Regions from separate parts of the Danio rerio genome. Here region 2 is linked to region 1. Evidence: chromatin contacts called from public Hi-C data. All regions are on one chromosome and are shown on one strand. The core of a region is the stretch at or near the end of the contact, and the rest is flanking DNA. Distances in the headings are between cores, read along the strand shown. Region 1 overlaps znf536 (zinc finger protein 536). Region 2 overlaps znf536 (zinc finger protein 536).

Region 1 (7,588 bases), core at 2,872-5,371:
CTTATTAATGTTAGTAGCGAAGCCCAAAGGTCAGTCGGTAACTTTCCCAATGTTCCAACTCCCTTTTTTTTTTTCGTTTCCAGACAAACACCAAGAACAACGATGTAAATCTTTGTTTGTCGACAAGCAAATATTAGCCAAGCCACAGCAAAAAGCTTTTGATTCATAACTGCCTGCAACGTTTCTATCGCTTCCCTTGTGTCTCTCGTGTGATGTGTGTCTATCACCGTTTCCGTTTGCTTTGCGGGTATCCGGCCTCCACGCCGTGTACGTTATCCTCCAGAAACAAAGGGGAGATGAGTTGCATGCAAGATGAATTGAGTGAGGACAACTGTTGCTCGCAACCTGAAATGCCAAGGCACGGGGGTTACACGGAAAGCTTGTTAGTCTCTCCGCTTGACCACATAAAGCTAAGATTAATATGCACCACCGTAAGATATATCCTTTCTTTCGTTTGGCTGAGCCCCACTCTGCTTCTTTTGCTTCGTATAGGCAGTGCGGGAATATAGATGATGATAATAATAATAATGTCATTTTGGACCGGAATCTCTGTCATTACCTGCTGTAAAGTGCTTCTAATTGATATCTCTGGAGAGATAATGATTGCAATGCCCTCCAGGAAGGTATTATTACAATATTAACCTTTGTATATACTTTTATGCAGAGATCTCTGGAACATTAAGTGATCTGTAAATCTTACTTGTGCACTAATGTCGCTGCGGAAGAATGGCGTTTTGGAGGCGTGCCCTTTCGCTGATTAACTATGTCCAGGGTTTTGGTCGCTGTGGAGAAATGGATGATGCGGGTGAAGTCATTTTCCAGACTGAGGAGCGCTTTTTGACTGAAGGACTACCAAGATTTTGTTTGTCCTCCTGCCAGATGGGCAGCGAGAGGTGGACGGCCCGTGGACAGGGGCAGCCAGTCCAGAAGTATATAGTGGAAAAGAGGTTATTTTTGGACAACGCCATCGCCCCGCAGATAATTGGGACCCGCCACGGTCGCCCGTCCCTGCTCTTTGGCAGTGGATCGACCTGACATTGTAGCAGCAGTGGCTGGCAGCATTCTGACAACACAGGACAAACACTAGGGGAATGTTGCGGAATGGCACACTGTGAAGAGGGAAGCACCGCAGATGCAGCTGAGAGGAGAGACTGTTTATGTATTTACTGATATTGCACTGCTTTAAAAAAAAGCATCCATGCAGATTTAATGATTAAGAAACAGAAATGCACTCGCCAGAGAGATTCTTTTGCACTGCCACCGAGAACAACTACATATTTTCAGTTGACATACTGCAAATGAAAACAAATTAATCTAGGGAATGCTGAGAGAGCCTATGAGAAAGAGAGAGAGAAAGAGAGAGGTGGTGGCAGCATAGACAATGATTTAAACCCATGACATAGGAATTGCTTCCAAAATGTTGTCTCTACTTTGGAACGCTGGAAGTGATTGTGAACAGAGAGTATGTGACCTCTGCTTACGACTGTCTGGTGGGCTTCTCTGGCAAGTAAAACTGTCTTGCAGTACTGCCTATGGCCTCTAGGAAGCGCAATACTGACCCTGTGTGTCAAAGTTTAGAGGGGGAGATGCCCAGCTATGCACAGCACATAATGAAACTCATGAGTTATAAACACTTTTTGAAATGAAATATAAAAATATAAAGGGTATTTGTGAGGTCTTAAAAAGCAGTCAAATGTCTTATATTTCAAAAACAAATTTTTAGGCCTTAAAAATCTTAGTTAGTCTAAAATTCACTGAAATATTGTGTTGTGTGTCTTAAATCATTTTTAACAGGTCTTAATTTTTACTCTGCCCCAAGTAAAGCTGCACAATCAGGCCGACATCCTCCCAATCAGCAACAATCCATCTTAGTAAAACCTTATTTTTAAAATTTAACTTCAGATATAATTTACAAAAGCTTTTAGAAATATTTTACAGTAATTCCTTCGTTCCTTCACATAAATTCCCTATAATTACCAGGGAAAAATAAAACTAAAAACAATTACAGTTCCTCATGATAATAACAGAGCATGATAGCCCTTTAAGTTATCTTCCATTCATACAAAAACTCTTTACAGTAGTAAAGGCAAATGGACATAATATTTATGAATAGGCATGAAACTTGAGGATTTATTACAGAAATGCATTAAGTTGAATGGAAGTTATAGTCAATCAGTTTGGACCAAAAGCCAACAAATATATATATTTCATTATTTATGTAATTGTCTCCATAATAAATAAAATTTTAACAATGTTAAACTTGCATTTTTGTCAAAACAAAATATTATGTTAAAAAACATGTATACAACTAGATTTTTCTTGTTTTGACACATTAAATAATTACATTTGGTGGCAAGCAGAAAACAATCCATTGGTCCAACCGTGCCATTGAAAAAAAAATAAATAAATAGTGTTTAGCCTTATATAAGTCTAAAAAGTCTTAAATTTGACTTCTGCATGAATCCTGCAGAAACCCTGTATATATGTTGCCATTCAAAGGTTTGAAGTCGGTAAGAATTTCATACTTTCATTTGATCAAAAATGACTAGACTTCTATTGAAAACTAGTTACTGCATGTTCTTTTGAGCAAGTCATTCTGAAAAAAAAACAATGTTTCATGGTTTCCACAAAAATATTAAACAGCACAGCCATTTTAAACATTGTTCATAAAAAGAAATGTAAAATAAAAGAAATAAATAAAACAAGGGCACTAAATCAGCATTTTAGAATGATTTTCAAATATTTCTATATTAAGGGTTTAAAATTTTGCTTTAAAAACACATAAATCATTTTAAAATATGAAATTGTAAACAAATAAATATATATGAATGAATGAATGAATGAATGAATATATAAATAAATAAATGAATGAATGAATGAGTGAATGAATACAAGGGCAGCACGATGGTGCAGTGGGTAGCACAATTGCTTCACAGTAAGAAGGTCACTGGTACGAGCCTCGGCTGGGTCAGTTGTCTTTTCTGTGTGGAGTTTGCATGTTCTCTCTATGCTTGCATGGGTTTTCTCCGGTTGCTCCGTTTTTCCCCACACGTCCAAAGACGTGCGCTATAGGTGAATTGGGTAAGCTAAATTACCCTTATAACATGCTGGATTAGTTGGTGGTTCATTCCGCAGTAGCAACCCCTATGAATAAAGGGACTAAGCCGAAGGAAAATTAATATATGAATTATTATTTCTGTATTTATTTATTTATTCACTCATTCATTCATCCATTTTCTTTTCAGCCTAGTCTCTTTTTTAATCTGGGGTGGCACAGCGGAATGAACCGCCAACTTACCCAACACTGGGAAACATCCATACACTCTCATTCACACACATACACTATGGCCAATTTAGTTTTACTCAGTTCAATTATAGCGCATGTCTTTGGATTTGTGGGGGAAACCGGAGCACCTGGAGGAAGCCCACGCCAACAAGGGGGGCAATAATAATAATAATAATAATAATTATTATTATTATTATTATTATTATTATTAATAATAGTAGTAGTAGTAGAAGTAGTTTCATAATAAAATAATAATAAATGCAGCAATTAATTAAATCACAATATTGCTATATTAATATAGTTTTTATTAAATAAAGCCTTGGTTTGCAAAGTACTTATATTATATTTACTTTAAAAAACATATGAAATAATCTTAAAGCTTAATGTTTGTGTTATACTATAAAAACAGAATATAATATTAAAATAAAATGCAATTGAACATAACTAAAATATAACTCCACTCTACATTAAAGACAATTCAGCATTTGCTTTCTCTCTTTTCCCACCCTATCATGATCTTTTTTAGATTCCATTGTCCAAGGCTAGTTGATGACCTAGAAAGATTCCTCCTTGCTGCTTAAATTAGTTGTTTCATACTTTTGTCACAAAGTCTGCGTTTTTTCACAGATAGCGAACATAACTGTTGAAGTGAGGTGAGATAGTTCGCTGATAATTTGACATGTTGCTACTGCATAGATATGTGTGGTTTTCTTTAGCAGACATTACATTCCTCTTTTTATTCTTGCTCTGCTATTGTTCTCCACAGCTCCTGAGCTGACATTAACCCACTAAAACAGGCCTTTGTTCTGGGTAACTGGAGAGCATTGCTAAGTGTACGCAGAGGTTGGTGTGACTGAACCACTTGTGCGGTGTGGCCGTGCCTTGCACTTTACGCTCGGCGTGATCCACAACAATAGCACATAATAGCAAAAGAGACCAGAACAGATAGGCCACTGATGGTGGGGATAGATAGCAGGTGGCATACTGGATATATACAGTGATTTCTTCCTTTGGAGTTTAAATACATTATTTTTGTAGTATTTTCCCACATGTGCATTAAAAGGCACCTAAAATTTAAATTTTCTTTTCTAAGCTGTTGGACAGAACTGTGTGTAGGTATAGTGTGTCCACAGTCATATTGGAGTGATATAAAGACAAATAAGTCTTTTATTTAAATTTCCTGATGTTAAAATAGGATCCAAATATTTCCCATTTTGAGGTCCACCGCAACATGACGTAGGGGTGCAGTTTCCCCGCCCCCCGAATTGCTTGACAGCTGCGTATTAACATGTCTCTGTAGTAATGAGTATAATCATATCAACAAGTGATGCGCAAAGCAACTGGGATTAAAAGATCCGTTCAGCTCTCTGTGATCATCAATCATCATCAAATGTGATCAAGGATGAGTTGTACAAGTTGAAAACGTTTTTAAAACAGTGTATGTTTGTAATGAGTTACAGCAATTTTACCGTCTTTATCACCACAGCCGCAAGTCAGTACAATTATAAAAGATGACGCTTCAATCCCTTTTTGTGGATGTAACTCATCGTTGCAGAAAGGCCTGAATTAGCTCCACAACAAATACATCAAACAATCATTGAGAAAGTTCTTACTTTCTCGCAGACGTTACATGAGATCTGCTTCCTTCATGTCTGTCACTGTGCTGTTTATCTGATGCAGCCAAGCCCAAGATTGAGGCACACTCTGACAGGCATATGGGAACGGTGAGCAAGAAGAGCTAGCAATAAAGGTACAGGCAACAAAAACAGCTACATCCAATATTCTGAAACGTATAATAAATAATCTGATGGGTTTTTTGAGCTGAAACTTTACAGACACTTATTTTATCTTAAATCTTGAAAAAGTGGGAAAATAGGTGTGCTTTAATGGAATGACTATATGCGACTCTGGACCACAAAACACAAAAGTTGCATGGGTATATTTTTTGGAATATCCAAAAATATATCATATTGGTCAAAATGATCTGTATAGATACAGTTGAAACCAAACTTTTTTTTTTAAATTACTCATGGTAAATCATACTAAACATTTACTATTTTAGGTCCGTTAGGATTACCTAAATGATTCACATTTGCTAAATGCCAGAATGATGAGATTGAGAATTGTTTATTAATTTCTGGACAGTCAAAAGTTTACTTTTGGTATTTTTTTTAGCTTTGCTTTTAAACTGTATAACTTCAACAAGCTTCTCAAAATAGTTTAAATAAATTTTGGCCCATTCCTCCTGACAGAATTGGTGTAACTGAGTCAGATTTGTTGTCTTGCTCACACAAGCTTTTTCAACTTTAGGATTGAGATCAGGGCTTTGTGATGGCCACTCCAAAACATTCACTCTGTTGTCCTTAAAGCACATGTTAACTAATTTGGCAGTATGCTTAGGGTCATGGTCTGTTTTGGACGACCTATTTGTGGCCAAGTTTTATTTCCTGGCTAATGTATTGAGATGTTGCTTCAGTATTTCTACATAATGTTCTTTCTTCATGATGCCATCTATGCTGGAAAGTGGACCAGTTCCTCCTGCAGTAAAACAGCCCCACAACATGATGCTGCCACCCCCATACTTCACAGCTGGGATGGTGTACCTAGGCTTGTAAGCTTTCTTCTTTGTCCTCCAAATGTAACATTGGTCATTATGGCCAAACAGTTCAAACTTAGTAGCATCAGACCACTGGAGATGTCTCCAAAAATTATTCATTTTTCCAGTGTAATTTAGCTAAATTTTAAACTGGCTTTTTTCCCCCATGTTGTCAAAAAAAGGAAGCAGTGTGTTTGAGGTTTTCCTTAAATACTATTCTACAGTTGTGCCGCCAATTAACTCAAATGTTGTCAATCAGCCAATCAGAAACTTCCAAACCCTCGACACCATCATTTGAGCTTTTTCAGAGGCATAATAATCTTATTGTATGTAAACTTGACTTTCAAGAAGTTATAACATTTTTTTTCAAAAATATCTCTCTCGTTATTCATCTATTAAGCATAACAGAAACAAATTTGATAATCCTAACTCACCTAAAAGAGAAAACGTTAAGTCACATTAACATCTGACTTTTTTTAAATGGTTATGTGTCTTTTTATACAGTGTATGTAAAATTCTGGTTTCAACTGTATTTCTTTTATGCCAAAAATCATTAGAATATAATGTAAATATCATGATCCATGTATAATTTATATGCATTTTCTGATTAGTACGATGCATTGCTAAACAATTATTTTGCTGTTTTAAATGTGATTTTTTAAATATTAAATTTTTTTGGAAACCTTAAAATTTGGATTTTTAAATAATTGAATCTCAACCAATATCCCAGCCTGATCTCACAAGGAAAACATAACTATTTTACTTTTTGTCAGTTTAGTGGCTAATTCGTACGAGTTCAGTTGTACAAAAATTTGTGGCACCCAACCCTGCGCCTAAACCCAACTGTCATTGGGGTCTGAGCAAATCAAACTAAATTATAGGAATAAGATTGTAGTAATTCATACAAATTAGCCACTGAATCAAAAAGTTATGCATTGCTGTGCGATTGTGTTGCCTATCCTAACAAACCATACACCAATGGAAAATTAATTTATTAATCTTTGAGGTAAAGTATAGATCTCAAAATATAAATAAAATAAAAATGTTTTCGTGGTCCCGGGTCACATATTGTTAGGGCCAGATGGAATCTGCTGGCATTTTTTGCTATTTCTGCGCAGAATTGTGTTTAAAATCTGCAGATTTATGCGGAATGATTTTGGGAGTATCATAACTAAAACTTCAATATGTTAAATAAAAATAATACATTTTTAACTTTTATTTAATGTTTACAATGCAAATTCAATTAGATCCATTTTATTTGGTAAAAAAAGCAAGTCTTATATTTTTACCAAAAAGACAGAAAATATTACTTTACAAACTGCATTGTAAATAATTCATATGAATATTTTCATATTAGTCAGAAATAGTACTGTAATAATTTTAAAACTGAAATTTAAAACTGTGTGGGCCTACATATTGGATTAGATTATTTATGTTAAGCTAATAAATTTACTGTACAGTGTTTGCAGGATATTTTTGGTTAGATATGCAAAAGTCCTAGGAATGTATAGTTACTAACAGCTACTTTTTGGGGTTTTAAAAGTTTATGTAAACCATCACATGTTATATTTAGGCTGCGTTCACACTTGGCTTGTTTGGTTTGATTAAAAACAAACTTTGTTCTGAATCCTCTGTCCAATAAGGGTTGGTTTGTAGAGTAGCAGAGTATAGGACACAAAAAAAGGCTTACTTAGCATTTATACATT
Region 2 (7,588 bases), core at 3,118-5,617, 190 kb after region 1:
ATCCGCGCTTCTTTACTTAACTGTAAATGGAAATCACTCGCAGCTCAGGGAATCGATGGTTGTTACTTTTTTGGTATGTGCATACAAGGAAGAGAGCAGACCACCCAGATGGTATTTGTCCCACTTAATAAGAAGCACATAGCTGCGCTATTCTGGAGCATTAAGCTTGATTATAAGGCATGCTTAACAACAGAGCTGATGTGTAACTCTCTCAGCCTGCAGTATCTTCACCTTCTGTTGTAACAAGCACAGGAAATAGTATTAATTTTCAGTACGGCATTCATATGAAGTCTGCAGAACGCTGTCATCTGCATTTGTTATTATCTAATATGGACTGCGAGGCAGTTATAAAGAGCAATTTCCCCTGAAATGACTTGCAGCAAGAATTATATGAAATGGAATGCAACGTACAACTTAAAAACTGCACAAATGAGAGTGTTAAACATTTAGGCAATGACAGGCTGTCGCAGTGAAGTGTTTAAGTTTTCTTTAAACAGAGGGGTTAAGGCTTTGGACAGGCTGGCTGTATCGTCCTAGCAGGAGAGCAGCGGATGGAGTGGGGAAATATGTTTCTAGCTGAGGGAGGTTGAGTTATGCCTGCTCGGAGCAGGGGGTAAGGGTCCCCAGTAGAGCCGTATTTCAGCCGAGAGGAAACAGAGGCCCTCGTCCCAAGCCTCCGTTAACTCACTCACTCTCTCTCTTTCTGCTCGCCGGGACGGGCCACGTGTGTGCGGTGCGGCCAGAGAGCGCTTACAGGCGGACGCTTCTCTTTCTGTCGATGCAGCAATTTACGCGGACCCTGATGTACTTGCAAGATGTGTGACTCTTTGCTGATCGGTTATAGGTTTGTCATAAAGATTCCCGGCTGACAGGAATCAGAGATATGGCGCAGGTCTCGCTCGAGCTCTGCTCGAATAATTTACTGGAACAACAGGCCCTTCCAATCAGGCTGAAACTATGCCGATGACATTAAACAAATATCCTGCCCTGATTTAAAGCAATCAGACATGCGGATGACACAAAGCGGGCCTCAATCCCGACGCCGTTATCCCATCACAATGGCGTTGCTTACTGAGGAGGCCAGGGCATTGTGCGACACAATGTTAGATTAATGACTCTCTAACGTCGGCTTGAAAGGAATGAAGTGAATTTAAATTTCTCCAAAAGTTAAAGAGCTAATGTTACAGTATTAATTTCCTCTCCAACAGTGAGCGGGAAAATATCCATTAGTGAAATTAAGCACAGTTTTCTAGGTAGCTAACATTGTGCAGCGTATAGTGTGGGGCCACAGCTAATGAACACTGCAGTGGGTGATATTTCATTATACAAATTAATGCTCACATTTTAATGGGAAAGTCACATAATGAATCTAGGCTTCAGTGACAGCAATTAGAGACACAGATTGTCCCCTTCTGGACAAGGCAGTATTTAGCAGTAAGCAGCTGTAGATAAAAAATAAAAAGGTCCTTGCTCCTGACAATGGCTACGCATAACTTGAGGCTATGGGAGAAGCAAGATGCCAGACGAATCACCTTTGTTTGAAGGGAGACAGAGGACAGACAGGCATCGGCCGTGCCGGTTCACCTTGGTGATCGGGAGCCATTACGCATCTTGATCGAGACTTGGACTGAACCGAGGAGAGTTGGCTTGCACGGCTGGATGGAGCTTTATGGTTGCATCGAACAACGTTTTAAAGGTTTGCTTTGAAGAGAGAGAGAGGGGGAGCCATTAAACTCAGGTCTGTGGTCAGTTGCTACTGTTCCAAACCATAAGCATTGTAAATTACAAAGGTCACTCGGCAGACTCCCGGTAGGAAATTTCAAGGTATTACTAGCGAGTCCTTTCCTGCTGCATGGTTAGTGGTTTTGTTCTCGTTCTTTTTGGTTTTGTTTTCGTTCCCTTTCGTAATGCGTATTTGCTAAGAACATGGCGAGTTAGTTATCTAAAAGTCTTTAAGATGAATGGAAGGATTGAAGTAATGGGGCATACAGTAAAGGGTAATTTCAAATGTAAATAGAAGTTGTGGGTATGATGTGGAGGGCTTGAGAACTCGAACACCTTGACATTCTTGTTTCTACATTTGGCGTAGATTATGGGGCGGAAAAAAAAGACATCTATTTTTCCAGTGCAGTCAATCTCTCTCTCTCTTTATCCCCCTGTGGAATGCAGGCTGTCTTTTTACCCTTCTGTAAAGCCATATGGAAATTCATCTTAAAGTGTGTCATATCTATTAACTGTTTTAATTGCACTTCTGTAAAGGCTGCAAGTGTTTACTCTGAACCGTTACTATGGAGTCATGACAAATCACACAAATCCATATGAAATCAGTTTGCGCTGGACTTCTTCAAGTGTTAAGTCTGAAAGCGCTCTGTTTGAAGTGAACTTGCAAAATGATAATGGATATGTACTACTCACAGTGAGAGGTCTCTGCAATTTATATAAAGCCTGTCACACTATAGCAGATGGCAATTTGATATGTATTTTTTCCTCCCTATTTTTATTAACGCAGTCCATCAGGCGTAAGAGTGAGCTTTGGAAACTTTTTTCTTTTTAGTTTTGCAGACTCTCATTGCAAAAGATGAAAAAATAATAATCTCTTTACCTCTCTGCCTTGGCGATCCATTTTGTTTCCCTGAGGTTGTGTTGTTTGTGTGGATATCAATTAAAAGTGGATTAACGGGTACATAATGACCTTTAGCAGTAAATTGTGTGTAATGTTGCAAGGCAGGATACAGTATATTCCCCAGATGTCACACGTGCCCCTGACGTATGATGGAGCAGATGTCTTACTGAGCCCAAATGGTGCACAAAGAACATGCCACACGCACAGAGACTTGCACAGGCACTTCAACACACCCTCACAACCAGCGATATGTTTAGAAATAGCAAAACATAGGCCTGATTGGTATGAATTTTAGTTTTTACTAAAAATTCGTAATACATTACCACAACATATGTCTTAATATGCTTTTTTTATTACAAATAAATTAAGACGTTATCAGTATTTTCATAATCAGGCACACAAGATGGGGTGGAGAAAAGCAGATCACTCTAATTGTACTCTAATTTTGGGTACAGAATATCATTCCTTCCAGTTAAAGGAACTGAAAATGATCATTTGCATCAAGGACGTTTCCTTATTGAATCACACCAAGCCTCTGTTATCCTGCTCAGAGGATAAGCAGTTATTGGGTTAAAAGCTCATCTTGTATGATGTCTTTTGAATATGCGCTTCAAACACTCTTGTGTAAAAGAACAAAAGACGGCTCCCTATCCCTTTTTTATATTCCCTTTCTCTCACCCTCTCAAATTGCCCTTCACTATATGTCCCTCCGTATGTTTGTTCCTTATCAATATAGTATTGAGTTTGTGTTTGCAATCCTTTATTTAGGAAGCTGTGCAGTGGGTCTGCAGATCTTCCATTCTTTTTCTGGAATGGCGCCCTCCAAATAATGATAAATTACTTGAGCACTATGCCATTTGCTAATTATATCCATGATTTACTACAGAGCCAGACTTAAATCATTCAATTCAGTCTTGCGTAACAATGCAACATTTTTTCTGGGTTAAAAAATGTTTTCCATGTGTATAATCTAAGCGTTTATAGCCGCGCACACACACACATTGACAAACATGCTTTTATTTTCATTTTCCCATATCTCTCGAAACACCCTCCCTCACTGTCTTTTTTTTTTCCCACCTCGCACGACATCATTTCATTCCTGAAACATTACAGGGACTCAAAAATCAAGCCTTGCATTTAGTTTATTGCTTATTGATCTTATAAATCTAGCTTTCATTCCGAGCCTATTCTAATTGTTGTCAGAATGTATTTTATATCGATATTGATTAGATCATGCAAATGCAATTTAGCCCCTTTCTCTTGTTAAAAGCTGCTCTCTTTTTGCTTTTAACAAGAATTCTTGTACATTTGCATGTGTTTCTAAACTGCCTGCATGCCTACTTTTACAGTACATTTCATGCTGGTTAGCATTTTGTAATCCGCAGTGTGAGGCTGCCTTGTGAGGAATGCTCATGTGCACCACATATGGTGTGTTTATATCATTTAGACTATCTTCGCTCTCAAATGAGGGACTTTTATTGGGTGCATTTTGGACTGAGGGGTCACAGTTGTCCTCCAGGGGGAATAGAGAGCTACTGTGGGGCTTGATTTATCCTCACAATGATAAACTGCAAATAGAGAATGTCCACAGAACAACTCCACCACCAAGGTAGAGGCTTGACAGCAGACAAGGCCAGGGGAGAGACAGAAAGTGAGAGAGAGAGAGAGAAAGACAGCAGAAACCAGCAGCACCACAAGCCTGCAGTTCCCCATGTGAACAGAGATAACATCCAGACAGTTTTGTTGTCAGTTGAAAATATGATCTCTGTAGTGGACTGAAGGCACCATATGGTGTTATGTTTTTTATGGCACTGACGTGAGTGATGGCTCACTCCTAGGATCTGGATTGAGCTGGATCGACCCGTATTGAAACTCCTCCCTCCTCTCAAAAAGGCTGATGGACTGTTTGCTAAGTGATGAATGTGGTCGAATGCTGCAGAATGTGAGATTTAAAGAGTCTTGACGTAATCCTTGACATGATTCCTGTCAAATATTTACATGTTATTTTTCTTTCTGCTCTTCTTCTGACAGGTGGAACGAGCCCAGAGTTCCTGCTGAGCTTGTTGGCACCTATATTATTACCTTTGTACTGACATCAGCTCCTGTCTGTCTTTGTTTCTTTCTATCACTCTCACTCTAGGTGAAAAGCCCTACAGGTGCCCTCACTGTGACTATGCAGGCACTCAATCAGCTTCCCTGAAGTACCACCTGGAGCGCCATCACCGTGAGCGGCAGAACGGAAGTGGGCCCTCGGCCAACCATCCTCCATCATCTGAACACAAGGATGACCACAACAAGAACAGCGGTGGGACAGGGGTTTTTGCTCGTCCTGATGTCCTTCGCGGGGTCTTCAAAGGCATGATGCCCTCTGGTCTTGACTTCAGAGGAGGTCAAATGCTTCCACACCAGTGGGCTCCACCAGGAATGCTCTCACCTAGAGACAGAGATCGTGAAAGGGAGCGCCATGGACCGGGGCCAGAGCCCACCACGGAGAACATGAAGAGTCCCGAGGGACCTGGTTCTGCAGCGGACAGTCCTGCTAGCTTCTCTGACCTCGGTCGGGCCTACCAGAGTATGGTGGGAAATGGAGTCAACTTCCAGGGCTCCCTTCAGGCCTTCATGGACAGCTTTGTGCTCAGCTCTATGAAGAAGGAGAAGGAAATGAGAGAGAGTCAGCTGCACGGTCAGCACTTTAGCCAGGAGAATGCAGAGATCAAGACCAAAAGATCCAGCGAGGCCAACCAGGAAGAAAATCCCACCAGTGACATTAAACCAGCTGAGGGTGGCCGTTCACAGTATGAGCCCCTGGATTTGTCTGTTAGGCCTGAAGCGGGGACCCTTCCTGGAACCTCTATCACCATCCAGGATAATGTCGCCTGGCATGGTTGCCTCTTCTGCTCCTTCACAACTGCCTCTGTAGAGTTGATGGCCCTCCACCTGCAAGCCAACCACCTGGGTAAAAGCAAATGTGGGCCAGGCAAAGATACTAAGGAGCACCTCATGGGAGAGCCTTCCCATGTGGGCAAAGCTACTGGCTTGGCTCCTCCACCACCAGGCCTTCTTCATCACCATGAGGGAGCCCCGTCCAGGGACAGAGAGACTGAGTCTGGGGATCCAAAGGGACAAGCAGGCTGGTCCAACCATCTGGATCAGCCCCCGCACGGAGCCTCCATGGGAGCATTCTCCAGTGACTTCTACAAGCCCTTTGGTCCTGTGTATGATGGCTCTGCTAGAGGGCCTGTTGGATATCTGGACCAGCAGCAAATTCAGCCTAACGACATGGGTGGTCAGGGCCCTTTGGATGACCTATCCGACAAGGCTTCCTGCAGTGAGATAGAGGCATCTGAGGAACACGGTGGCCAGTCTGAGGAGGATGAAGTGAGTCGTGACAAATCCTTACCCAACCCCACTGCGACAGAGAGACACATGCATTCAGATGACGAAGAGGAAGCAGATGAAGAAGAGGAGATGGAGATGGGTGATGCTGAGGAGGAGGATCGTGGATCCATGCAAATGCTTCCTCAATCTCCATTGTCAGGAAAGGACATCCAAAGATGCAAGCTAACTGTAGGCCCTCAAAGCTCAGGGCTTTCTCCTCCTCAAGCTCCCACCCCTGAGAAGCAGTGGCAGCAGCAAGCAGGCCTGGGTCTTCTATCTTCAAGCGGTGGTCCCCCTGGCCTGGTTAAGCCTGATCAACCCCACCTCGATCACCAGATGAACATGCTATCTGTCCTGCGGGCCTACAGTTCAGAGAACCTCGCAGCCTTCAACGGAGGTCTTGGTGGAAGCTCCAACGGAGGAAGCGGTGGCACCAGCAACATGAAAAGAAACGACCCCTCTGGTGAGTATGACAACATAAACCCCTGTTTTTGTATCATAAATCAATAACCAATGCCGTTCAAAATGACTCACTCTTATACATACACACTCCCTAGCAAGTAAACACATGATATACACTGCATTATGAGTCGCACATCCTCACTGCACAATCTGCTATTTCTTATTTGTGAACCAATTACACATGGAGACATTTGCTCACTGTCACCCTCATTGGTCAGAAGCGCACTAATACAGAAACTCTCTAAAGGGGCAAGATTTGCTTTTGAGCCATTTCAACCTTATTTCAAGCAAGTTTAGAGACCATCAGGAAGACAAAGTAACATATTAATCTTTATTATATTGTCATTTTACAAGAGCTCCAGTCCCACCCTCTCTTTCCAGCCTCTTTCTGGGAATAAGGGCGCCTGCTTTGAAACAGACCAGGAGCTGATGGTCCCTGTGTCATCTCTAGCACACAGAACTTAACTATCTTAGCTTTCATAAAGGCCTCTCCCAAAAGCCCATTACTTTATAAGAGTCTGGGATCTATGGCCTTGTGAAAAATGATCTGTCAGCTTTCATGATTCTGCTAAGGTTACTGGTGCTCCTTGAGACTTCTGTGTTTCACACTGCCCTTTCAGAAAATTTGGTGATAAAAAGAAAAAGAAAGTAACTGTGAATGAAAAAAGAAAGAGAGTAAATCTCCAGGAATTGAATTTGTAGTTTGGTTTGGCTGGCTGTAGTAGAAAGTAAGTGAGTGCCACAGCCTTTAGATGTCCTTTTGTAAGAGTATTTCTTACAGCTGAGAAATTACATTTGCTGAAAGAAAAAAAAAAAGTCTGATATACTTAAACACACCTATCATCCATTTTCATGTTCCTCCTAATATATTATTAATTAAAAAGACAACTAATTGTCTATGCGAGAGTTAAGATAGACGTTCTTAGTTTGATGCTTTACATTGGTGTTCTTACTTGAGCAAACATAGAGGAAGAAGGCAGATTTTCTTTTTTTTGCTCTCAGTAAAAGTCTTACTGCAAATAGGTGTAGGATTAAACTATTGCAAGTATTTTACAGGCATTTTATTAAGCTGCTTTGTTGTCGCAAATCATAATACTTACTTTATTTAATTTGGAACAATCAAAC

Evidence for each region. A called contact is a pair of places that touch in the nucleus more often than the background predicts.
Region 2: a Hi-C map of an unstated tissue shows a contact between it and region 1, with 2.1 times the contacts expected there. The contact joins two enhancer-like sites. A contact is called at or near these places in 2 of 18 Hi-C or Micro-C datasets (caudal fin and an unstated tissue) and 1 of 4 datasets of contacts at active chromatin or transcription factors (embryo).

Annotation. Positions count from the first base shown.
Region 1 is chr7:48,028,985-48,036,572 of GRCz12tu, forward strand. The region is part of intron 6 of znf536 (zinc finger protein 536); the gene reads left to right. Among named protein-coding and RNA genes, the nearest start is that of znf536, 210 kb to the left of the region's middle. Within about 2 kb of position 4,122, at least 6 of the 62 cell types and tissues checked have an H3K27ac peak or open chromatin away from gene starts, as enhancers often do.
Region 2 is chr7:48,216,289-48,223,876 of GRCz12tu, forward strand. It overlaps znf536 (zinc finger protein 536), which reads left to right. Exons shown (of 13, transcript XM_073907216.1): 12 at 4,764-6,464. Among named protein-coding and RNA genes, the nearest start is that of tshz3b, 360 kb to the right of the region's middle. Within about 2 kb of position 4,368, at least 3 of the 62 cell types and tissues checked have an H3K27ac peak or open chromatin away from gene starts, as enhancers often do.